Regions from separate parts of the Mus musculus genome. Here regions 1, 3 and 4 are each linked to region 2. A link is a contact called in public Hi-C and promoter capture Hi-C data. All regions are on one chromosome and are shown on one strand. The core of a region is the stretch at or near the end of the contact, and the rest is flanking DNA. Distances in the headings are between cores, read along the strand shown. Region 1 has its middle 160 kb from the start of Gm44689. Region 2 holds the start of B130024G19Rik (RIKEN cDNA B130024G19 gene). Region 3 has its middle 120 kb from the start of Arrdc4. Region 4 has its middle 170 kb from the start of Gm34838.

What was found. Promoter capture Hi-C pulls out the DNA fragments that hold promoters and counts their contacts. Hi-C and Micro-C count contacts between places; a contact is called where the count stands out from the background.
Region 1: a promoter capture Hi-C map of liver shows a contact between it and region 2, with 5 times the contacts expected there. The contact joins the enhancer-like site here to the promoter of B130024G19Rik in region 2. A contact is called at or near these places in 6 of 39 promoter capture datasets (frontonasal cranial neural crest, hippocampal neurons, liver and 2 more), 1 of 484 Hi-C or Micro-C datasets (liver), 4 of 115 datasets of contacts at active chromatin or transcription factors (differentiating embryonic stem cells, embryonic limb bud, neural tube and 1 more) and 2 of 9 other capture datasets (adipose tissue and liver).
Region 3: a Hi-C map of uterus shows a contact between it and region 2, with 3 times the contacts expected there. The contact joins the enhancer-like site here to the promoter of B130024G19Rik in region 2. A contact is called at or near these places in 2 of 39 promoter capture datasets (hippocampal neurons and pre-B cells), 3 of 484 Hi-C or Micro-C datasets (all in uterus) and 1 of 9 other capture datasets (embryonic stem cells).
Region 4: a contact with region 2 is called in a Hi-C map of adipose-derived mesenchymal stem cells, with 4 times the contacts expected there. The contact joins the enhancer-like site here to the promoter of B130024G19Rik in region 2. A contact is called at or near these places in 2 of 39 promoter capture datasets (the 3T3-L1 cell line and hippocampal neurons), 3 of 484 Hi-C or Micro-C datasets (adipose-derived mesenchymal stem cells, cerebral cortex and cortical neurons) and 2 of 115 datasets of contacts at active chromatin or transcription factors (the NIH/3T3 cell line and forebrain).

The regions. Positions count from the first base shown.
Region 1 is chr7:71,540,372-71,546,862 of GRCm38.p6, reverse strand. No RefSeq gene overlaps it. Among named protein-coding and RNA genes, the nearest start is that of Gm44689, 160 kb to the left of the region's middle. Within about 2 kb of position 2,337, at least 5 of the 459 cell types and tissues checked have an H3K27ac peak or open chromatin away from gene starts, as enhancers often do. A contact at or near this core is called in liver, where this site is marked.
Region 2 is chr7:70,363,714-70,369,670 of GRCm38.p6, reverse strand. It overlaps B130024G19Rik (RIKEN cDNA B130024G19 gene), which reads right to left and starts at 4,288. Exons shown (of 11, transcript NR_045850.1): 1 at 4,180-4,288. It also overlaps a transcript of Nr2f2 not described here.
Region 3 is chr7:68,629,010-68,634,892 of GRCm38.p6, reverse strand. No RefSeq gene overlaps it. Among named protein-coding and RNA genes, the nearest start is that of Arrdc4, 120 kb to the left of the region's middle. Within about 2 kb of position 2,127, at least 2 of the 459 cell types and tissues checked have an H3K27ac peak or open chromatin away from gene starts, as enhancers often do. A contact at or near this core is called in uterus, where this site is marked.
Region 4 is chr7:69,229,428-69,235,636 of GRCm38.p6, reverse strand. No RefSeq gene overlaps it. Among named protein-coding and RNA genes, the nearest start is that of Gm34838, 170 kb to the left of the region's middle. Within about 2 kb of position 2,161, at least 18 of the 459 cell types and tissues checked have an H3K27ac peak or open chromatin away from gene starts, as enhancers often do. A contact at or near this core is called in adipose-derived mesenchymal stem cells, where this site is marked.

The DNA of each region.
Region 1 (6,491 bases), core at 1,088-3,587, 1.2 Mb before region 2:
AGACAGCTGTTTTGCAGACACCACAGTGAGGCTACTGTAGGCCTTAATGAGGCATACAGCACACAGAGCTGGCTACAGAGGCAGAGGTGGGGTTTAGGCGAGCAGACGGGGCTGCAATGGCCTCAGTAACATGAAGCCTCTGTGTACTCCAGAGCATCTGCCACAGATCACTGTCACTTCATAGCGACTCCAGGCCCTACCTTATCCAAGGTAAGAAGCACTTGCTGATGGTTGTAAAGCTGGCGTGGATGCAGCTTGCTAAAGCATTTATTCTTTGGGGGCCACTGGAGGATAAGGTCTGAGTAGTTTCCTAAGCATGGTCTCCCTTCTGTATTATGAGTCTTCTGGGAGTGTAAATGTGAGTCGCTGCTCTGGAAAAAGGTGTGCAGTGGTGGGGGTGGGGGGTCATGTTTTGGATGCGTGTTCTCTGCTTCCTCAGTTCCAGTCTCTGACAAAATAAGCCATGATTTTCCTCATATAATTTCATATTCTTTATTTTTATTTAGTACTATTTGACTATGGGTTTAAGAGAGAGAGAAAGGCAGACAGACAGACAGAGAGAGAAATAGACAAAGACAGAGATAGAAACAGAGAAACAATGTCCAAAGAATACAAGCTTTGCATCGAGAAGACGTAATTTCTGTCTGAGCTATCCAGTTCTGAGCTGGGTGACCAGCATTGGTCTCCAGACTCAGTTCAGCAAGGCAGTAATAACTGCCTTGTTTATATTAATTGTGCATAGCCAGTGAGATATACTTTTTGGACATAAGACTGTACTATGTACCCAAGCTGTTCTCAAGCTCCATGATCCCCTGGGTAACAATTACTGTGATTACAAGTGTCCACCACCATGTCCAGCTTCCAGCTTCCAAAAGGGTATTTGTTCTGCATGAGAAACTCCGAGTCCTCCAATAGCACTACAGAGAGAAGGCTCAGTGAAAGGACAGTCAGCTAGTGTGCTGCTGAAGTCTGTCTTTTATAAAAATACTGGGGCTGGAGAGATGGCTCAGTGGGTAAGAGCACTGGCTGCCCTCCCAGAGGTCCTGAGTTCAATTACCAGCAACCACATGGTGGCTCACAACCATCTATAGTGAAATATTGGGCCCACTTCTGGCATGCAGGTGTACATGCAGATACTCATACATAAAATAAAAATAACTAAGTGGTGTTCTGATACACAAAGTACAAAAGAAAATAGATTACTATCCCTCAAGAATACAGATGCTAAAATTCTTAACAGAATGTTGTCTGGTAGACAACCCTCGTGGGGCAGACTAGAGTGTAAGTGTCTGTAGCTTGTTGGAACCATCAGTGACGGATTGGTGGGTTCTCTGCATGATGAAGAGAAGAGGGAAATAGGGACATAGTTAAACTGGGAGGAGGAAAGAGGAGAGGGAAAGAGGAGGAGATGGAAAGGTGGGGAGAGAGAGAGCAGAATTGGAATACACCCCCAATATAATCTATTTACAGAATAAGGACCAGCAATGTGCAGGCTCTGACTGAAACTGACACTCCTTATTAATCCCTCAGTTTAGAATTATTACCTATCTCTAGATTCTTGTGATGTTTCATATACTTATGCATTCATATACCAGCTACTTTTGTTCAGTCAATATTGTGGTAGTTAATTCAGTGAACACCCCAATGTGCAAACCAACTCTTCTGCAAAGAGTAAGCTATGTCAGCCTAGCAGGATGATGCATGCCTATAAACCCAGTGCTTGAGAAATAGATGTTCAAGATTCTCTTCAGTTGCATAGTGAGTTGAAGACCAGCCTAACCTATACAAGACCCAACCTCAAAAAACACAAAGAGGAAATAGTGTGTTATCCAATAGAGAATAACAAAGAAATTAGGAAATGGGGAGTTTTATACAGCATCAAGGGAGAAGAAATAACCATACATGGTACTGTATGGAATTTCCTCACTGTGTTTAAATCTTTGGGTCTGGCTCTGGTCAATGGGGATGGAATGATACTGTTGGTCCCTGGTAAAGAGAGCAGCATGTATGAACATTATATGATGTAACTTACAAGTGGGGATTCCAATCAGACGTGTATTTCTTATCAATGTGTCTTCTCGGGTCGCAGGAAAACATCACCTTCTCCTCCACCCCCCAGATTTTTCCTCTTCAGAAGAATCCCATTCTGTCCTGAGGACAGACTTCTCTGGTGCTCTGGAAAGCTGGACGCTGCCTCATCCTTTCACTGGTGAGGGGGTAACTGAAGGCCAGGTGTTTTCACTTCAGATGCTCCAATGGCCAGGATATGCTCAGCACTTGGAAGGTAACAAATTTGCTATGTCACAATTGATAATCAACTCTAGTAAAAGAATGTCCAAATCAATTGAGCTTTCGCAAGGGCAAATGGACTGAACGCAGGCGGGCTCCCAGCTCAAGCTGGCTGGGCTTGATAAATTTGCCCTTATTATGGCTATCGATGTTTAAATTTCTTCAGGGATGTTGTTACATGGGTGCCTGGTGGTGACAGAGGTACGGTGACCTCCTTCGATCCTTAATCTACACCTGTTAGTTGGCTCCCTGGTTGCCTCGAGTATACTCAGGCTTAAAGGTTAACAAAAGAAAAACAGGCTGAGTTTACGGCACGGCAGCCACAGATCAATGTGAGTAAATAACCTTCCCTGTCTTATTTCCCCAAGCATTATCGATCCACGGTCTTTGTTCTTTGTCATGTTTCTGTCTTCTTTTCCCAGGGGACACTCAACGATCAGCTCGCACTGGACATGTTAACTGGCACATTATGACAGCTACCATTTTGTCACACAATGTAGCCATATATATATATATATATATATATATATATATATATATATATAGAGAGAGAGAGAGAGAGAGAGAGAGAGAGACTGTGCTTTATTCTTTTCTATGTTGTAGACTAGGATGTGTAGGACGTGTATCTCCAGCATGAGTAACTTTCTGTACCACACAAGTCCATAAACTTCTTGGAATGAGCAGAGTAACTTATTTCTTTTAAACATCTATCAAAGCAAATAGTGATCTGATGTATAAATCTCCAAGGTGAAAAAACAAACAAACAAACAAACAAACAAACCGAGCCTGTTGGCCTCCAGATTTACATGTCTTTGGGAGCAGGGTCCTTTACTACTCCACAACAGGTTTTAAAGCAAGGGTCAGCCTTTCCTAGTTTTCTTGGTGAAACAAACACCAAGTAATTATTACTCTGGCTCCTGAAACATCATTGTTCCAATCAGTTTCTCCTGGTATCCTAGAAAGGTTTGTACTCAGGGTGAGGAATGCTCATGGAAACATGTCAGGGTTTCTTATGAGATCTGGCCCATTCAAAATGTAAATAATATATCCATATTCACGGTAAAATAGAACAGAATTTTAAGTTCACAATTTAAAGAACAACCAACGTTCCACAGAAGTAAGAAATGTCTTCTTTTCTTAAATCTATTATACTAAAGGACATATTTGTGTGGTTGAAAGAAAAAAAGAAAAACCTCTCTCAGTTAAAATCATCAACCTGGAGTGGGAAGCACTGTTGAAATGACTCAATAGCTAGGAGAGATGGCTGCTCTTGCAGACCACCCAAGCCCGTTCCCAGCGTCATGCCAAGTAGCTCGTAATTAAATGCTTTCCAGCTTCAGGGGCACCTGATACCCTCCTCTAGGTTCTGTGACCCCATCACACATAAGATACATACTCACATAGATACATATGTATGCATATAAAATTAAAATTAAGATAAATTAAGTAAAGCTAAGAGAATGTCTATACCCCAAATTTGCATGTAGAATGCCTTTCTTTGAATTTTTATCAAATAGTGTGGATGGTTTTATACTGAAGAAAAAAATAATAACGGGGGAATGCATGGATAATATCAAGCAAGTTTGTACCTATTGCCTTAAGAAGCAAGAATGATATTTTATACATTACAAAGGGATTTAAATGGGAAAAATAAAATCTAGGGTCTGTAAGTTGTTGCTATTGGGTGCAGTGTGCATTCATCAAACAAAATAAAGCCAATACTAGTTGTTATGCAAAAGAAAAATATGGTCTAACAACTAGATGGTATTAACTCTTGCTCTATGGACATATTTAGAAATGTGATCGTAGCAAAACCGAAAGTTATTATTCAGCTCCTTTAGTGTCAAATATACTCAAGCCTGGTTTTTCAAATCATTTGACCAAACAGCCTTTCCTGATTTGGGGACATTTATCAATCTTTAACATGCCGGTAGAAACCATGAGTAGGTCTGGGAACTCGTTTCTCTCCCAGTTCCTAAACTTGCATTCTGTAGAATCCACTCTAGCAAAACTAACCTTCCAACAAGCTGGCAATGTGACACGTAAGCTTATTTCTACCATTTCTCTCCTTTCAGAAACCACTGAAAGCCCTATTAGACACGTTGAAATGGCCATTATGGAGGCTCGAGCTGGAGTGTTGCAACAGTTTGCTTTGCAAACTCTCATTAGTGAATCCTCATGTGACATCCTCATGTACTGGGGCTGTTAATGTTGTGAACAGATAAGGACATTTGGCCTCTGGTGATTTATCGGACCTAGCTATTTCAAAGTACTAGGAGAGTAGGTGACAATCTCAGAGCGATTACATTAGCTGTTTTTCTCACTGCTATGTATGACATAAAAACTGACAAAAGTAACGAGCAAGTGAAGGCTTTATTTTTGACCCTCAGTTCTAGGATACAGTCCATCATGGTGGAGTTGTCATGGCAACAGAAGCCTACTTTATCCAATACCATGTAGCACCGGGTGATGATGCAACCCTCCTATTAGTTTCATTTTTAAAAAGTACTAGCCAGGATATCAGCTCAGGGAATGAGGCCACATTCAGTGAGCAGATCCTTTCATTTCAATCAACCTAATAAGGACAATTCTCACTGGAGAGCCATCTTCCTGGTAATCTCACAGAGTTGACAGTGGAGACTATCACAACAAGGCATGGTGGTAGGAGCATGAGGAAGATGGTCATACTGTATCCAAAGTCAGGAGGCAGAGGGTGCTCTGCTCCATTTTCTTTTTTCTTTAGTTTAGGACCTGGGTCTATTGGATGAGGCTAGCCACGTTTAGAGTAAGCCCTTCTACCTTAATTCTCCCAATTAGAAAATCCCTCACAGACATGCCCAGAGGTCTGTTTCCATGGTGATTGTGTTCTTTGTTTTGTATGTGTTGTACTGGGTGCTTTCTGCGGCTGCAAATGTATTTTCTTCTCACCCTAGATCACCCCTCTCATCCTTTATGCATTTATGTTGTGTCATCTCTCTGTTTGCATATTCATAAAAACACCATTAAAATATTTTGTTTATACATGCTATTTAAGACATTATACCATATGTTGCAAACATAATTTTAGAATTATTAGCCTTTATTTCTATTTTTAAAAGTTTCCAACTCTTGGCCCCTCTCAAAGAGGTCAGCACAGTTTTTTTTTTTAAAGAAAACATGTTCAAAGTGAACAGAAATAAAAAATAAAAATGGAGTCAACTGAAAATATATCAACCTTTGGATTGCTACCAAATAACCTCTTCTTTTCTATCCCCCAAGCCATCATTGCAAGTCAAAAGAGACTAAAGGGCTATTTTCAAAGCCTTAAATCTATTTGGCTTTATAGGAAAAGTGTTTTTGGGAATTGTTTATCCCTCAAGTAAGAATTTTTTCATGTCTTGCCATACTTTAACAGCCAAGAACTTTCCAGAAACTGTATTCAAAGACACCTTTAGTACATACATTGAAAACACATTCATTACCCCTTGTGGAATGGCTGCAAGGTTCCTTCCTCTTTGTTCCTTTTCTAGCTTTTCAAGATACCAATTTTTAAGTTTTCATTGTTACAAATAACCCGGGAGGTGTTCAGATATGTCCGTGCTTTGCCCAGACTACAAAAGTCCATCAGCTGCTTTACCAATTGTAGCCTTTTTCAACTTGCCCAGAATTCTGCACAATTTTTTAATTAGCTTACTTGTGCTTCAATGGGGCATGCTCATCAAATGAATCTCTCTAGTCAATCTAACAGAGGGTAGACACCTCTGTGTTTCTGACATGGGGTTTTCTGTGGAAGTCACCACAAAGCCAAAAAAAAATGTGCTGAGTGCAGGCAAGATCACAGTCAACAATTAACTTTGCTCCCAGAGAAAGGGACTCTAGAGAAGCTGATGTTTGTTGATTGGGGCCACATGTAGATGCAATTCATCTGGATATGATGCTTATTAAATGATAATTAGTGTTAACATTCCCACTGAGCATGACCTTATTATCAATATACATCATTGTTTGTTGTCCTTTTGTGTGTGTGTGTGTGAGTTAAAGGCACATATGAGCCCACTTAAACTGTTTATACCCAGCAAGATCCCAAAATTAAAATGTGAAGTTCTTGAGACCAGAGTCTGGGTCTTGACCAGCTTTGTATCTGTATTGTCTTTCCTGCTTTGGAACAGAGTCTACTCACAGGGGATGTTTCCTATAATTATGGTAACTGAAAATGACTCTTT
Region 2 (5,957 bases), core at 3,039-5,538:
TCACTTGCCCACATTGCCACTATCTCCTCCACACCTCCCCCATTCCTTCCCTAGGGCGCGCGGGACACCTCAGAGCCCTTTCCGGAGCTCGTGAGACGCGCTAGCTACCCTGTGGCCCAGGACCACCTATCAGAGTCCTGCGTAGCCACGCAGGGAGGCCCCAGCCCCTGCTTTGAGGGTCGTCCCCTTCGGGGCACGAAGCTCCTCGCCCGCCCACGCCTCCTAAGGCCGAAAAGAGGTGGAGAGCTGCTGCTGCGCTAGAGATCTGCCCCCCCCCCCCGCACCCTTTCTGCGACCCCTCCCGCTCTTTCTGTTCCTCCAGCATCTTGTTCCTGCTGCCAGTCGGACCGCGCAGGTCGTCGGGTGGGAACTTGACTTTCTTCTCCACCAGACGCCCCTTTCCTTAGAAGCAAAAAGGCGCTTAGTTGTGAATTGTTGAGAGGGGGCCTACTCTCGGCAGCTAGAGGGCTGAGGTCTAGGTAGCTACGGTGGCAGCGCTTACCCTGGGCGTGCTCACACAACTTCATGATTACATAGTCCCACCTTGACCGGGGCGGGAGGGGGGACCCCGGGAAGTGAGCTCGATGCAGAGTAGGACACTGCAGGGCTTCACCTTGTCCTAGGACTCTCGCCACCTGGGACTGCTAAATTACCAGAGTTGATTTTCGTCACTGAGGACTATCCAGCCATTCCTGGGGATGGGGGTTAGGGGGAGCTCCTCTGCTCTTAAGCTTGGGGGTTCGGGTCTACAAGTCTTCAACTGCTACCACCCACCCACCTGTTGTTAGCTGACCTGTTTTCCCCTCACCTGAGGCCTGGGCCTTTGCATTCCCCTGGGGCCCAGAGAAGAAGATGCAACTGGGCTGTGTCTTTGCACCCCTCCCCATATCTTAATACCCTCGCTGTTGTCATAACCATGGCTTTCTAAAACGCCATATCTGCAGAGTCTATCTTTATACTAATGCATACTTAATTGCTCTGTCTTGACTGTCCACATAAAACAATTTAATTAGGGTGGGGGGTTTGGTTGGATGATTTTTTTTTTTTTTTGGCTTTGGAGAGCAAAGAGAAGAAAATCTGCCCGACGCTTATTGTATTTAGCACCAATACAGGCAGAAAATGTAGCACAAGTTTTTGGTTGAAAGAGCACCTCTGTGTCCATTGAAGGGCGTTGATCCGAAAAGGCAGAAAGGACAAGTAAAATCGATTGGAAGCGACCCTCTCTGTCCTTTTCACACCATTCAGAAACTCCATTCCTTCTAAGACAAAGACCAGAGCCTTGGGAATTCACAGGGAGAAGGAGGACTCCAGTCTCACAACCCTTGAACACTTGTTTTTAAATCTTCAATATTTCACTTTAAACCTGCACTTGGTGATGGACTCCTGCATACCAGCTCTCAGCCCCCACCCCGGCCCCACCCTGGAGGAGCCATGGAATTTTGCCACCCCTCACCCTAACCCCATGCCCCTGCCCGATTTGGCCTTTCGGTCAGGCGGGCCTGCCTTTTAGGGTTAGTGCATCTCTCACCTTTGACCCTCAAGATTGGAATGGCTACCAGTGTTCTAAATTTGACCAAAGTTGGAAGAAAATGACCACAAAATAATTACTCCAAAGCCCAGTTCTAGTTCAGCGTCTGAGCCACCTTTCTGGTACAACAGCCACCTCCATCCCTATCGCTACCCCCCACCTTCTCTGGCAATGAATGCCCTAGTCACCTCTGAAGGAGGGAGCTGGGTGGCGATGAGTTGCCAGGTCTAATTGGTCTTTCATTAGGTTATCCCAGGCGCCCAGGCTGGGGAAGGTGGTCATCGATCAGACCTGGCATGAAAAGAAAAGGAGGCGGGAGAGGAGAGGAGAGGGCCAGAGAAGGGGAGGAGAGAGGCCCGGATTTAGATCACCTTCACCTGCCCAGAGCCCGGCCTCCCTGTTGGAGATCCCTCGACCTTCAACTAGGATGAAGGGGGCGGGGCAGAAGGGAGGGGGCATTACTGAATTACACACGTGGCCTCCTTCTAAGAGACAGAGTGCACCTCCTCTTCGGAGGAGTCCCACCAGCTATCCACTCTTTGTAACTGATGAGACAAACCGCAAGGAAAAACTTCTGTAGCCCATATTTATGGTATTAATGAATAGTTTAAAAAAGATTTACACTTCTTATGATCAATATTCTGAGTTATTTCCCTCAAAGTATATAATTACAGTGTCTTCAGAGTTTCATCATTGTTTGAGGTGGCAAAACCATTTGTAATTTTCATTAGCCAGTAAACATGTAATTAACATTCAGCACTGTGTTTAACTTAATTCCTGTTTAAGACAGGGACAAGAAGCAGTGAAGAGCGTTCGTTCCATTTGTCAAGTCTGACATACATCTTACCATAACAGTTTCCTAAAATAAAAGATTCATGTTTCCCCATTCTTCTCCTCTTAAAACAAAACAAAACAACAACAACAACAAAAATCCATTAGTTCAAACTGTACTAAACTGCAAGAGACAGCTCAGTCTGCTCTCAAGTTTTGCCAGTTATTGTATCTCTGCTTCTTTTACTCGTTTGGGGGAATTGATAAGGGGAGGGGTGAATTAAGTATTCATTATTTAAAGGCATGAAATAGGGGAACCCCTCCTCCCAAAAGAAATAGATTTCCTCTTCAGGAAAGTTCTAGAATGGACAGTAGAAAGGGGAGGGAGGCACTAATCCACAGGGGAGAGGAAGAAAAATCATTGGGGAGGGGGGACTTGAGTTAAAAGTAGAAAATGAGGATTCCAATTGATTCCTAGGAAAAAATGTTGGCCTCCTGTTTCAAGTTCTATCTTTGATCCAGGGTGAGAGGACCGTGTCTGCCAGTCTTAGGCTGCAGCTCCCCCCCCCCTCTGGTTTTTCCCCCCCAACTTGCTTTAGGATTAGCTTCCATCCCTCTCAACCCCAAATGGTGGAATTTGGCTGTGCCTCGGGGTTGTCCTGCTTTGCAATATTGCCTATAGTTGTTTTCGGTTTTCTGCTAAGACTGAGCCGGGTTGCTCCAGCCTCCGACTAAACTCATTAAGTTGGGAGATTTTTTTTTTTTTTTCAATTGGAAGGGTGTTTTTAAAGTCTCCTCTTTCCAGCCCCAAACAAGGTGTAACAACGCACTCTTCCTTCTAAGGCATCAGATGAGAGACAAGGATCACTCCAGACAGCTCCTACCTACGGTTTGGGGTTTTTTTTTCTTAAAGGCGAGGCTTGCATTCCTCAGCAGCTATGTACAAAGCTCCCTGAAGCTGTCTCTCTCTCTCTAAAGTTAGTGTGCAGGCTTTTCCAACGGCTGAGAGCGCCTGGTACACAGGGAAGCAGTTCCTTGAGGTGGAAGATCTCTTCTTTCACCTTTCTTTTTCCCTGCAGACTAATGCCTACTTTTTTATCAGTTTGCACAATCGCTTAGATAAACACCGAGGAGGAGAGTCTCTTTAATTATCAAAGACACATCTTTTCAGGGGGCCAACAAAGCATTTATTTCACCCGCCAAACTAAAGGAGAGTTATTCCAGTTTAGAAGGAAGATGCAAGCGGTTTGGGACCTTGAACAAGGCAAATATGGTTTTGGTATGTTTGCTTACTGTATTTTTTTCTCTTTCTCTTCTTTCTCACTTTTCTCCTTGTGCTGTGTGGGGTTGGGGATGACTTGGGGCTTTTCAGAAAATCGCTTTGCTAACGTGTATGCAATGCCTCGGACTGTGGTTGAAGGGGTCTGGGGGAGGGTGGGGGCAGTCAATTCAGTGCGTTGCCATATTTTATTACATGTATGTGGTAGCAGAGGTGGAAGGGGGGGATACAATTGCAAAGCTGCCAAAATATGATTAAACCGAAGCATAAAGACTGCGGTTGCCTCCCATCTCCTCGTCCTGTCTTCTCAAACTCATTTCCTTCCATAGAACTGACTGAAAACCAATCCTATATGCCTGGTTTTCCAAGCAGCAGATTGTCTAGGTTTGCTAGCGAAGGGGCTGCTAGGCTGGCTTTGGGTATCAGAATTTCCTGTTCGATTTGCCTCTGCGCTTCATTTTGCAACCTTGTGCAGCTGACATGCAGGCAGGCAAGCAGGCAGGCAGGCAGGGACCAAAGCCTTGCCTGGCGCCCTCGGCCGCGGTTCCGGAAGGAGAGCGCTCTGTTAAGCTAGGAGAATCTCAAGGAGAAGGGTACTCACCATCGGGCGGGGTGGTGAAGCTGGCGTGCGGATTTCAGGCAAACGTTTACCTTTTTGCTGTCTATTGCAACTGCGCCGGGCTGACTTTAGAAGCAATTCTGTGCTCTGTGCAAAATGTTCATGGAACGGTTCCTCATTAAAAAAAAAAAAAAAAAGCCAGCGAGAGAGACGACAGAGGCAGAAAGAAAAAAGAGAGGAGGGGTGAGGGGGACGCACATAAACCCAGTTTCAAAAAAAAAAAAAATCATCTCTTCACTAGAGACTCCGGAAACGTAGAGGCAGCGAGATCCCAGCACAGTCCAACCAAGCCACAACCAAATAATTTTCAATCCTGAAGAATTATTCAGATTAAAATGTACAGAAGTTTCATTCTCCTATGCCTACGTGAGCCCCAAGTCGTTTCCCTTTAAGGGCTCCTTTTCTTTTAAAGTTGGATTTTAGGCAGCAAGGACTCTTACACTAGGGGGCAGACAGATACTGCACTTACTTCAATCTTAAGCAATTTTTTCCCTCCCAGCATATGCTCTGATTTAGCACTGTAAATTTTTCAGAGGACCCAACTCTGACAGCCCCTGGTGATTTTCAAAGTACCACAAGCCAGTGGTTAAAAATTGCATTGACTTGGAAGTTCAGAGGGACACAATGGAAGCCCCTTCTCTATTCACGGAGCTCCAGTGTGGTGGAAGAGAAAAACACACACGACTAGATTGAGGGAAAGGAGAAATTCAATGGATCCTGGATTCTACTGAGCTCAGAGTTAAACTCGGAATTGCTGGGGTCTGTATTCATATTGTGATTTAATCTGTAAAGAATTACAGACTAGCCAACCACTTTCTGCAAGGAAACCATATTCCTGGGAGCTGAGGATATATATTTTTTTCATATTAAGACAAATGTTTTCCCCTAACTTTGACCAGTCAAATAAAGCTTGCCACCATTCTCATTAAAATAGATTTACATTTGCAGTAAAGGGCTTGGCTGAGTTTTTAAAAATAATAACATATAGAGTTGTATCTTTTAATTTTAGGACTTTTAAATCTTAGAGTTAAGACAGCTGAGCATCTTTAAGAAGGGCATTTAAAAATATTTTTGCTCCTCCCCATCCCCAATTCGGCTGTCCTGTCTCTTCATTCTCTCAGTAAAATTAATTACAATTCATGTGGTGATTTTTTTCCCTTCCCTTTCTAAACAGCATTTCTATAGCTAAATGAGTCCTAAAATACAAAGTGAAGCACCTCTAACTCTGTGGTAGTTATGTGCCTAGCTGGCTGTAATTCTACAATTCATATATACATATATATATATATATATATATATATATACATATATATATATATTTGAAGTCTATAATTTCTTTAGCTTGAAAAATGAGGAACACACACACGAAGCTTCTCCTCAAAAATCACCTCTTCGTGTGTGTGTGTGTGTGTGTGTGTGTGTGTGTGTGTATGTGTAAAAAGTAATCTTGACATGGAAATGGCTGCACTGGAGAGGCAAGATTAACATTTCTCCATAATCAATTATGCTCATCTATTAAGTCGAGATGGGGCTACCTATTAAATTTCCTGTGTCAGCCTCAGTCTCACTATATGCTGAGCTTGCCTCTAATCTGACATTTGCAGTATCAAATAATTCCTTAAATCAGAGAAGTTTTTTTTAAAGACCCACAATTCTCTGAAATGACTTATTTTCTATCTTTCTTATTCTCTGTAGGAGAAAGTTATATGGTGTCTCTAATCAGCCAGAAGTGCTCAGCCTAGCTTTACTCTATGACCACC
Region 3 (5,883 bases), core at 878-3,377, 1.7 Mb after region 2:
AGAGAACCTAGGTACTTAGGTAAAGGTCCCCTCTTTTGGGTTTGTCATTCTTGAGTACACAGCCATAGCGCTTTTGTGGAGCACTCTGAAAATAAGCCACCCCCATGTACCCGTTATGCTATAACAACGTCTTTCTTCCTGGAAACCCATCTCCTCCTGGAATCTCTTGGGTTCCAGTCAGATAACTGGCTCAAGTCTGAAAAATGTTCCTTCCGGGGCACATCCATGGTCTCCTGCTATCACAATTAAGTCCCTGATGTAATCCAGAAATTTTTCTGCCTTTCAGCTGCACCAGATAATTCCCCTTAAAAGCTGCCCCGGAAGCTCGGTCATTCTCACCCTTATCTCTAAGTACTTAATCACCATCTGCCTTTCATTGTCTCCTTTCCCATGTATTGATAGCTCCATCAACAGCTAAAAAAAATTTAAACTTCCACCACACCTGTAAATGCCTTAAACACTGTGTCCACCAAGCATTCTTTTCTCTGAAATACTAGCCTAGCTCCCACCTGTGACAATTTTAATACAGCATTTGCCCGTGCCTGGGGCAATAAGGACTCCATCTACCTTGAGCTAAGGGTTGTGCTCCCAGCTGACTGGTGGGCCTCCTATTTAAATTCCTGTTTTAGAATCTGTTTTGACATCCTTCTGCTGGCACCAATGACTGCTGGTTGAGTCTGACACACACACACACACACACACACACACACACACACACACAAACTTTGAGCTAGAGAGTGAAGGTTTTGAGAGGTCACAGGAGAGCTATGAGAGTTCTCAGGATTCCCTATAGGGAGCTCAGAGGTTCAGTTGTCCTGAATGATATTCCATGTCCTATAGCAGTGGTTCTCAGCCTGTAGGACACTATCTTTTTAGAGATTGCATATCAGCTATCCCATATATCAGCTATTTAAATTACTATTTGTAACAGTGGCAAAATTACAGTCATGAAGTAGCAACAAAATAATTTATGGTTTGGTGACCACCACAAGATGTATTAAGAGAGCCACTGTCCTGGAGACATGGTTGCCAGACCCTAGCACCTCCCAATCCAGCATTCTCTATGTGCAGGCTGCCACCAGGGAGAATACAAGGCCTGGAGTGGGTGAGATTGTCTCTTAAAGACTCAAGGACAGAACAATTTTTGGAGAGTGACATTCTGGAATAATCAGCAGGAAGTACCCCTTGACCCCGGGCCATGAGCACCTTGATCTTGAAGAGAAATTCAGACATGTCAAAGCATCTTCTCCATCATGTTGGGGTGGGGAGTGCATGATTACACATCATAAGGCAAACTAACGTTTGAAACAAAAGTCAAAGAGAAAACGGAAACCACATTTAGCGCCAAAAATTTGCCTCAAATTGTTATACACTTATTACATATAAGCCACAAGCTTGACTCAGATTTTTAGAGAATGGGGGGGGGCGTGTAATCTCCCTGTGAGCTCAATATCCAGTGCTCAGCTAAGTGTCTCTTCTTGGGGAAGACAGAGCAGCGAATGAGAAAGTAGCCCCTCAGTAGCCTGACCGAAAGAAGGTGGGCTTTGCTTAATGAACTGTACAACAATGTCACCATCACACTGATGGGCACTGGGAATGTGTGCATTTCTCAGCATCCTCTCAGAGGCCACCCGGACACTCACCCCAAGCCCAGCTCCAAAGGGTAGCAACTAAACCAGCTGAAGAAAGTCTACACCTTTATGTAAAAAAGACCAAGAGCACAGGAAACCCTTCCAAGGCAGCTCCACATTCCTTCCACCTTTACAGAGACCAATGTATGAAAACATTTTCAGAACACCTGTCCATCTATGGGTAAGTTCTTAAAAAGTGGGCACACTAATTGCAATAATCTACTGCAGTTTTTGAAACATTTGTTCAGCAGTCTTTGAAGACAAAAAAGCAAATTGTTTTCATTTGGTGGAAAAGCTGGTGATAAATTAAGGTTTCCCATGCCCCATAGAAAATGCCTTTTTGTTTTATTTCCAAATCTCTCCCGGTCGACATGCAGGGAGACATATTTATGAAGAAAGCAAAACAGATGATCTGGCCGCATTGCTGAAAGAGGGATGCATCTGTCTCCAAGCACTGCAAGCCACTTAGCCACGATAAATCTTCCCAGCCCACAGACATTAGCATGCCACAATTCTGAGTGTGCTCCCTGAAGAGCTCATTCGCACTACTTACCTTAGGTACTCTCAAGGCCCCCAGCATCCCACAACCCCTCCTCCCCTGCTTACTGTGGTTCATGCCTCTGGATACCAACATACCCACAGTCCCTTGCAATTGGTGAGGTCAGGGTTCTTCTTCTCAAGCATTACCCTCTTAATCTTTTTGCAGATCTCCAAGTTCACATACTTTGTTCTCTTTTAATGGACTCTGACCTCCCTCAGGAATGAAAGAATAAGTGGTAGAATTTTAAATGGGTTCTACTCATCTGCTATCCTTAATGTAACATTACATAAATAGCCCCAGGGACCAGATGAGACACTGCTATGGCCAGTATACAGTCTCTGGGAGGCAGCACCAAGGCCTGCTTGCTATACATAAGTCAGCCAAAGTACCACACTCAGGCCGATGTTCTTCTAGGGCCAGATGAGCCAGAAAGTATTGCTAAATCTGAGAGCTCAAGGGTCCTCTGCAGGCCTTCTAGGGGGAGCAAGGTTTGGGGCCAGAAGGAGTAAGGATATTGATACAAAACCATCTTCAAGTTATTTTTATGGAATTCCTCTTTCTAAACGGTTTAAAAAGACAGCAAAGCCTTCCCTTCCAACAAGTTGAGAGGACAAATGGAAAAGCCATCTTCTTGGCCTCGTTCCTATTTTAGCAGGCCAGGAGTCAAGCAAAGCTATTTTTATTCGGTGGTAAATCAGAATTCATTTGCTATAGTTGCCATAACAAAGCACCACAGATTGTATGATTTATTCACAAAAAAAATTACTGTCTCATAGAACTGGAAAGCCGAAGTCCAAGCTTTAGTTGTTGGGCAAGGTATCAGCAAGGCTGGTTTCTTCTAATGCCCTTCACACAAACATTTAGCTCTCTGGCTTCCCCATGTCTTCTCTTGTCCTCTTCCCCCGTATTTATGTCTACACTGAGGTTGTCATAAGAGCTCCAGACCTGGGGCAAAATCACACACTTCCCCGGGATCTCATCTGAACTTCATTGCCTCTTCAATAACCTTGTCTCCAAATGGGGTAGCATTCTTGAACACTGAGACTTATGCTTCAACATATAATAAGAGAAACAAGCACAGTTCATGCCATAATAGGCCAAAATCTCACACCCTAAACACTCTCATGGAGCACAAAGATGAGACAGGGAAGAGGAGAGAGCACACTGACGACTGTCGTGCGTGTAGGGTTAATTACTGTTCTCAGCAACTGGAACTCAGTCCCACTGGGGAGTTCCAAGATAGCAGGATCATGAACTGTCCAAGAGCTGTGCTAATTTCAGAGGAGGGGGTGTAAGTATTTATGCAGTGATTCTATCCCAGAAATTCTATGGAAGTTTATATATCTTTTTATGCATGTATGTCTCTGCATATTTATGTGCAGGAGCCCACAGAGATCAGAAGAGGAATTGGACCCCTGCAACTGGAGTTATACATGATTGTGAGTTGCCATGTGGTTTCTAGGAATGAAACCCTAGTCCTCTGCAAGAGCTGTAAGTGTTCTTTTTTAAAAAAAATATTTTATTAGGTATTTTCCTCATTTACATTTCCAATGCTATCCCAAAAGTCCCCCATACCCCCCCCATTCCCCTACCCACCCACTCCCACGTTTTGGCCCTGACATTCCCCTGTACTGGGGCATATAAAGTTTGCAAGTCCAATGAGCCTCTCTTTCCAGTGATGGCTGACTAGGCCATCTTTTGATACATATGCAGTTAGAGTCAAGAGCTCCGGGGTACTGGTTAGTTCATAATGTTGTTCCACCTATAGGGTTGCAGATCCCTTTAGCTCCTTGGGTAATTTCTCAGGCTCCTCCGTTGGGGGCCCTGTGATCCATCCAATAGCTGACTGTGAGCATCCACTTCTGTGTTTGCTAGGCCCCGGCATAGTCTCACAAGAGACAGCTCTATCTGGGACCTTTCAGCAAAATCTTGCTGGTGTATGCAATGGTGTCAGCGTTTGGAAGCTGATTATGGGATGGATCCCTGGATATGGCAGTCTCTAGATGGTCCATACTTTCGTCTCAGCTCCAAACTTTGTCTCTGTAACTCCTTCCATGGGTGTTTTGTTCCCAATTCTAAGAAGGGACAAAGTGTCCACACTTTCGTCTTCACTCTTCTTGAGTTTCATGCATTTAGCAAACTGTACCTTATAGTTTGGGTATTCTAAATTTCTGGGCTAATATCAACTTATCAGTGAGTACATATTGTGCAAGTTCTTTTGTGATTGGGTTACCTCACTCAGGATGATGCCCTCTAGGTACATCCATTTGCCTAGGAATTTCATAAATTCATTCTTTTTAATAGCTGAGTAGTACTCCATTGTGTAAATGTACCATATTTTCTGTATCCATTCCTCTGTTGAGGGGCATCTGGGTTCTTTCCAGCTTCTGGCTATTATAAATAAGGCTGCTATGAACATAGTGGAGCATGTGTCCTTCTTACCAGTTGGGGCATCTTCTGGATATATGCCCAGGAGAGGTATTGCAGGATCCTCCAGTAGTACTATGTCCAATTTTCTGAGGAACCGCCAGACTGATTTTCAGAGTGGTTGTACAAGCTTGCAATCCCACCAACAATGGAGGAGTGTTCCTCTTTCTCCACATCCTCGCCAGCATCTGCTGTCACCTGAATTTTTGATCTTAGCCATTCTGACTGGTGTGAGGTGGAATCTCAGGGTTGTTTTGATTTGCATTTCCCTGATGATTAAGGATGTTGAACATTTTTTTTCAGGGGCTTCTCTACCATTCGGTATTCCTCAGGTGAGAATTCTTTGTTCAGCCCTGAGCCCTATTTTTTAATGGGGTTATTTGATTTTCTGGTGTCCACCTTCTTGAGTTCTTTATATATATTGGTTATTAGTCCCCTATCTGATTTAGGATAGGTAAAGATCCTTTCCCAATCTGTTGGTGGTCTTTTTGTCTTATTGACGGTGTCTTTTGCCTTGCAGAAGCTTTGCAACTTTATGAGGTCCCATTTATCGATTCTTGATCTTACAGCACAAGCCATTGCTGTTCTATTCAGGAATTTTTCCCCTGTACCCATATCTTCAAGGCTTTCCCCTACTTTCTCCTCTATAAGTTTCAGTGTCTCTGGTTTTATGTGGAGTTCCTTAATCCACTTAGATTTGACCTTAGTACAAGGAGATAGGAATGGATCAATTCGAATTCTTCTACATGATAACTGCCAGTTGTGCCAGCACCATTTGTTGAAAATGCTGTCTTTTTTCCATTGGATTGTTTTAGCTCCCTTGTCAAAGATCAAGTGACCATAGGTGTGTGGGTTCATCTCTGGATCTTCAATTCTGTTCCATTAGTTTACTTCTCTGTCACTATACCAATTCCATGCAGTTTTTAATGACAATTGCTCCATAGTACAGCTTTAGGTCAGACATGGTGATTCCACCAGAGGTTCTTTTATCCTTGAGAAGAGTTTTTGCTATCCTAGGTTTTTTGTTATTCCAGATGAATCTGCCGATTGCCCTTTCTAATTCATTGAAGAACTGAGTTGGAATTTTTGATGGGGATTGCATTGAATCTGTAGATTGCTTTTGGCAAGATAGCCATTTTTACTATATTGATCCTGCCAATCCATGAGCATGGGAGATTTTCCATCTTCTGAGATCTTTAATTTTTTTCTTCAGAGACTTGAAGTTCTTATCATACAGATCTTTCACTTCCTTAGTTAGAGTCACGCCAAGGTATTTTATATTAT
Region 4 (6,209 bases), core at 912-3,411, 1.1 Mb after region 2:
GCGTTTTCTGGCCGTGTAACCCAGGTTTGCCTCAAACTTTCCATGTCGAATGAGTTGAACTTGAACTCTTTCTCCTCCAATCTCACCCACCCAACCTTTGCAATTACAAGCATATACTACCATGGCCAAAATTCCAGTCAGGAATTTAGAACTTTGTACTTACTTTCTTTAATGAAGTCGTATGTTTCCCCCTAAAATATTCAAGGTACTATATAGTCATTATTCCTCTTTTTTCCCAAACACTGTGTCAGACATTTGCCAAAAGTATTTGCTCTTCTGAATCTTTAATTCCAGATGATTATAAATACTAATCTAATAATTTGCCACTTCACACCACAGACTATCAGTGTCACATTCATTAGTACCAGTAATTTCTCTAATACCATTATCTCTACTCATTCCAAAGAAACCATTCAATCTTTAAGATTCTGTACATATAGTCAACTTTAATGAATTGTAATTATCAGGGCTCATTCAACAGAAGTAGGGTCACTATGGATGTAAATGGATAGGCATTCACTATAGAAGCTAAACTACATAATTTTAAAAGTGTGATAAATGTCTAGAAATGATAGTCAAACTTCAGAGATCATGGAAAACTTTCCTGATGGATGGAAATGAGTGAAATAAAAATAGCTTAAAGAGAAATCTGAGATGCCAAAGCCATCACTAGCCTTTGGAGTCTCAAAGGGGTTGCTCACAAAGGCGTCATGGGGGAGCTGATCTCAGAGTCCTTTGCTTCTGGTCCCATTCATTTGATAGGTGCAGGTAAGCAAAGGACTTTGTTTTTCTCTTTGGAAAATAGCCTTGTCTTCGGGCTCCTTGATGGCTACTAACCTTAAAAACACTAATGATTGAAAGCAAACCAGGGCACAATATTTGTCCTTGCAAGGTGTCCTTTTTGGAAAGGCTTAAATGTGGATTGCTGTTATATAGGAATCTTCTTGAGAAGAAACCAAAGGAAATATTTCATGGTCTTATCAGAAGCCATAACTGAACTTTCCTGAGCAAATGATTTATTTTTAGAGACAAATACCAAATTTCATCTTAAAGTTTCTTTTGCTGATATAAACTCTGTTACTTTAACAGCAATTATATTTTTCTTATAGAGTTTTTTTAATACATTTTCATATTGATATCAGTCTTTACACAGCTTCCTTAAGGGTTTTATCTCCTATATTTATAAACATAATAGTTAGTATGTTTTTTGTTATTTTTAACAATACATATGACATATGTGTGTGTGTCTGTGTGTGGATATATGAATGTGAGCACAGGAGACTGTTGAATACACAGGCACTGGATCCCAATGGGGATACAAATGGTAATGAGTTGCCTGAGATGGATACTAGGAACGAAACTCAGGTCTTCTACAGGAGTGTTAATCTGTCTTAACTCCTGAGCCTCACTGACCTTTATGTTTCAATATTCCACATGAGATAATGCCAGAAAACACAAATGATAAATACATAATAAAATTATATTTATTAAACTTAAATTATTGTGGGAAAGAGGCAAACAACTATCACTTTTTTCTGATTCTGGGTAAGTAGCAGGCAGACATTGTGTTCCATTCTTTAAAACACTGAAGTCATTACTCATAGCTATATTCTTTGCCTTTCTTGACATTTAAACCTGAAACCAAATTTTTAGAAAATGGAAATTGTGGCGTGGGGGGAAAGTTAGGACGTATTCAAGCGCCACCTTCAGCACTCACTACTCTGAGCAGGGCTCTGGAAACTAATTTAAAAGTTTGTATCTCCAACAGTCAAAGGTGCACTGCCTATTACTTGTTAAGTTAAATTATTTGACCTAGAGGCAGCAAATAGGTTATGCTCTGTATTTAAAAAAAAATGAGTTTGGCTGTTAGGAATATTATACGTAGGTGAAACTCCATGTAATAGATGTGAAAGTCAACAAAAAAAAGTCTTAACTAGCGAAGACTCTGGTTTATGTGAAAGCAAACACTGCTCTTAGAATCTGCCACATTAAAAGAGGCTCTTATCAGACTCAGACTAGACAGATAAAAAAAAATCTAATTACAGAAGGAATATTTTTTAGAAAGCAGAAAGTGAAACTTTGATGAGTCACAGCCTCGTGAACTGGATGCAGCATGACAATGTGACTCACAGCTGTGGGTACCACATGCTCCTGAACTGATTTTAGCGAGACTGGCCTCTCCATGGGAACATCCACTCCCATCACTAGAAAAACTAGGACACATCTGCTTAAATTGCAGTATTCACAAAATTCAACTCTATTTTGTTTCATTCCAAGGAGATAGTTTCACATATTACCTAGGAAGCCTGTTGAAATAAAGAGTAAGTTCATTTCATTCATTTTCTGTCTTCTGAGAGCAGTATGCCTGGCTGGCCTTGTCCATTTCTACCTTCATATTGCTTACATCACCATGCACATTATCCTAGCATTCTGACCTCCTTCTTGGTCTATAACCAGACCCATTTGACTACAGCATGCACTTTGTTCTGAGTATTTCTTCTTCAGGTGTAACCTCAATACCATCCACTCAGTTCTTTCTTCCTGAATCCCGTTTTTCCCATTAAATGTCAGTTTCCAAGACAGGAGTTCTCTTCCCAAATCATTATCCATTCTATTGCAATTTTCACAATATGATTTTGACCATGGACATTGTTACTATTTGGATTATTTATGGATTACTGATAATGTAGTACATCAGTGTATATAAATTTTATAAGGAGAGAGAATATAGCCATCTGATGTACACCTATACTTCCTGCCTGTAGAACAATACTTGACACTAGGAACAGTGTGCTCCACAATAAATGGAGACAAGACAGAGATATGGCAGGAGCCTGTGGTTTATTGAGTGAGAAGGAAGGGATTAAGCATACCAAGTATCATACAGAGTCACATACCCTACATGACCTTTCTCAACACAAAAATAATTGCCATTGACACAGAAAAGAGAAGAGTCCTCTAGGCCTTCTGTTCTTCCTTGTATTATTAAGAAATTTAAGCACATTACATTATCCAACTCAATGAAAGCATCCACCTATTTTTACACTCCCTACCCTTTCTATGAGCCCCTTCTAATTCATCCTTAACAAAATTCCTTTCACAAACACACACACACACACACACACACACACACACACACACACACACACACACACATTTCTACTCCACCTTCAAGAAGCTCACCTTGTAAGAATCCTTTTTCATTGTCCTTTTATGTGTCAGCTATATTCACTTCTGCACCTCTCTTGCATCTGGTAATTAGCCTGGTGGTAGTATGGGTAGACTCTTTATGCCTAACTGATCACTGTCAATTTATACATCTCTAGTACAATCAAATTATAGGTAGTTCCTGTGTCTCCATACTCAATAATATTGGGGCATATTAATAAAACCAAGATTCATTCTTCCTTTAGAATTTCACTTCCAGAGACCTCATTTTACACTATCTAACTTAGTCTCCCATTGGTGTGGAAATACAGTAGAACCTATCATACCAACATTTTATACCGCATCCATATGTTCATCTAGATTACCTCTAAGCCTTATTTCTCATTCTTCTTCTCATACCTCATGGATCTTATATCACATCATTCTTTCTCCCTTCCAAGGTCCATCACACTGCACTTCTTAATTTCCTTATATAACCAGACTTGATTGGCAGTGATATTTTTGCAAATAAGCCTTTCTTACTAATAGTTTTAGGACAGATGTTCTTAAACTATGGGTTCTAACATATTTGAGATTTGAATGACCCTTTCACAGGGTTTGCTTAAGACTATCAGAAAAAAAACAAATATTTAGGTTAAGATTCATAGCAAAAGTAAAAACACAGTTATGAAGAAGCAACAAAAATAGTTTTACGGTTGAAGATCACCACAGCATGAATTACAGGTAACCAGCGTTAGGACGGGCGAGAACCTGTTTTAGGATTACCGAGGAGATTATTAGAAGTTAGAACCCATGGAATACATTTCTTAGAACTCACAAGTTGTGAAGATGAACCACAAGAAACTGTATTTCAGTGAGTTCCCTGGGAAGATTTTCAGCCACATTTGAGGGCTACAGAACCTAGACTCTTTCATATGAAATTTTTAGTTGTTGGTCCTCTTTCTCCTGTCAGAGTTATTATGAAAAATCCAAACCAAGTCTGATAAAACTCTATGATCACATCAGAGCCTGTACCCTAGCTGTTCTACACAGGGAATAATTTTAAAATGTAAGACCTGGTACTGCCTGCCATCTTCTGCTCTCATCATGACTATTTTCCATTCATTTGGCTCTGTAAGGTGGAACATCAAGTGCATTCTACTGGTGATCTTGTTTCTCTCATGTATAAAAGCAGTTCAAACAATCAGATGGTAGTGACTATGACTATAATACCCATGTGCTTGCATCTGAACTTCTATATCCTCCCTTACTTTATGTTCATTCTTCTATGGTCACCTAGAGTCTAGACCCTCTTGAAAGGCCAGATTAAATGAAATGTGTTAGGACTGACCTCTCACTGTGAAGTAGTATTCATTATTTCTTCCTCAGGAAAAATCCCCCTTATTTTAATTTGCAATATCTTCTATCATAAAAATTAGTCTTTCTTGCTGCCAAGTCACCCTCTAGACATTATCCAATCTCTCCTCCATTTTCTAGAGTGGGGTTTGGCAATTGTTTTCTAAAGGTGGAATGTAAATGACAACTTCAAAATATGATGGCCATACGATCTCTGTTGTTCCTATTTATGTCTCCCAATGGAGCACCAAAGAAATGATGAATGTTGCACATCTGGTTATCTTCTGATAAAGTTTCATGTATAAGGTCCATATTGCCATTCTCTGCTTTATAGAATAAGTTCTTAGAAGTCCTATTTCTGATGGTGGCATTTTAAATGCAGGCTTCCATTCCCAGATCCCTGGAAAATTACATTAAAGAAAAAACGAACAAACAAACAAACAAATATGAGTTACTAAAGGGATTAATGATCTTTGTGCTGTTAGCTTTGTTGGTGAGTCTCAATCTTTCTTCCCCTCCTCTCTCTCAATGCATTTATTTAGTCCTTTATTCATTCATTCATTTGTTGACAAGGGGTGGATTGTAGTGGCTATTCCTGGTTGTCAACTTGACTATATTTGGAATGAACTACAATCCGGAATTGGAAGGCTCACCAGTGACCCTTATCTGGAGGCTTGGAGATCCTTATCTGGATCTTGGTTTGGAGATCTTGAGCCATAGTGGCTATGGATTCCAGAAGATTGAATCTCCGAGTTTAAGGAACACACCTTTAATCTGGGCTACACCTTCTGCTGGAGACAATATAAGGACATTGGAAGAAGGGAGTCTAGCTCTTGCTCCTTCACCTGCTTGCTGCGTGAGACTGAGTAACTGCTAGATCCTTGGACTTCCATTCACAGCTGCGACTGAACCATTGTTGGGAATTGGGCTGCCGACTGTAAGTCATCAATAAATTCCTTTACTATCTAGAGACTGTCCATAAGTTCTGTGACTCTAGAGAACCCTGACTAATACACTTCTTTAACACTACTAACAACTATCAACATTTTTCAGAATTATATTACTTCCAGTACCTCCACTGCTACTATCAAAGAGCAAGTCTCAAATAATTCCTTGCTCAGGTTCTGACAAAAAGAAAGAAAGAAAGAAAGAAAGGAAGGAAGAAAGAAAGAAAGAAAGAAAGAAAGAAAGAAAGAAAGAAAGAAAGAAAGAAAGAAAGAAAGAAAGAAAGAAAGATAGGAAGAGTCAAAGCTAGCCAGCATTCTTTCTGTCTTACTCTGGGCTGATATTGTTGTGTTCCTTTCTAAAGATCACTAGTTAATTCCTATCACTTATCATCTTGGTGCTTTCCAAACAGGCTTCCCATCACCCAAAGCAAAGACCCAGATCTATACAGACATTTTCTCCAGGATTTCAGGTTAGCTGATTCACACTTCTTCACTGACTTCATTTTCTAGTTTCAAACCTTTGTCTCTGCTAACTTCCCTGAACTAGATTCCTAACCATATTAGATTCACTTCTGTCTGGCATATTTTACATTACTCTATCTCATATCTTTACAGCCCTTTTTCTTACTTATTTTTCCCCAGATTCTACTCAAAAGAAATATGAGAACTTTTGTGACCACACTTTAAAACATTAATGACCATCTGTTTTAGTTTAATTTCTGTAGTGATAAAATATCTTGACAAAAGCATATTTAAAAA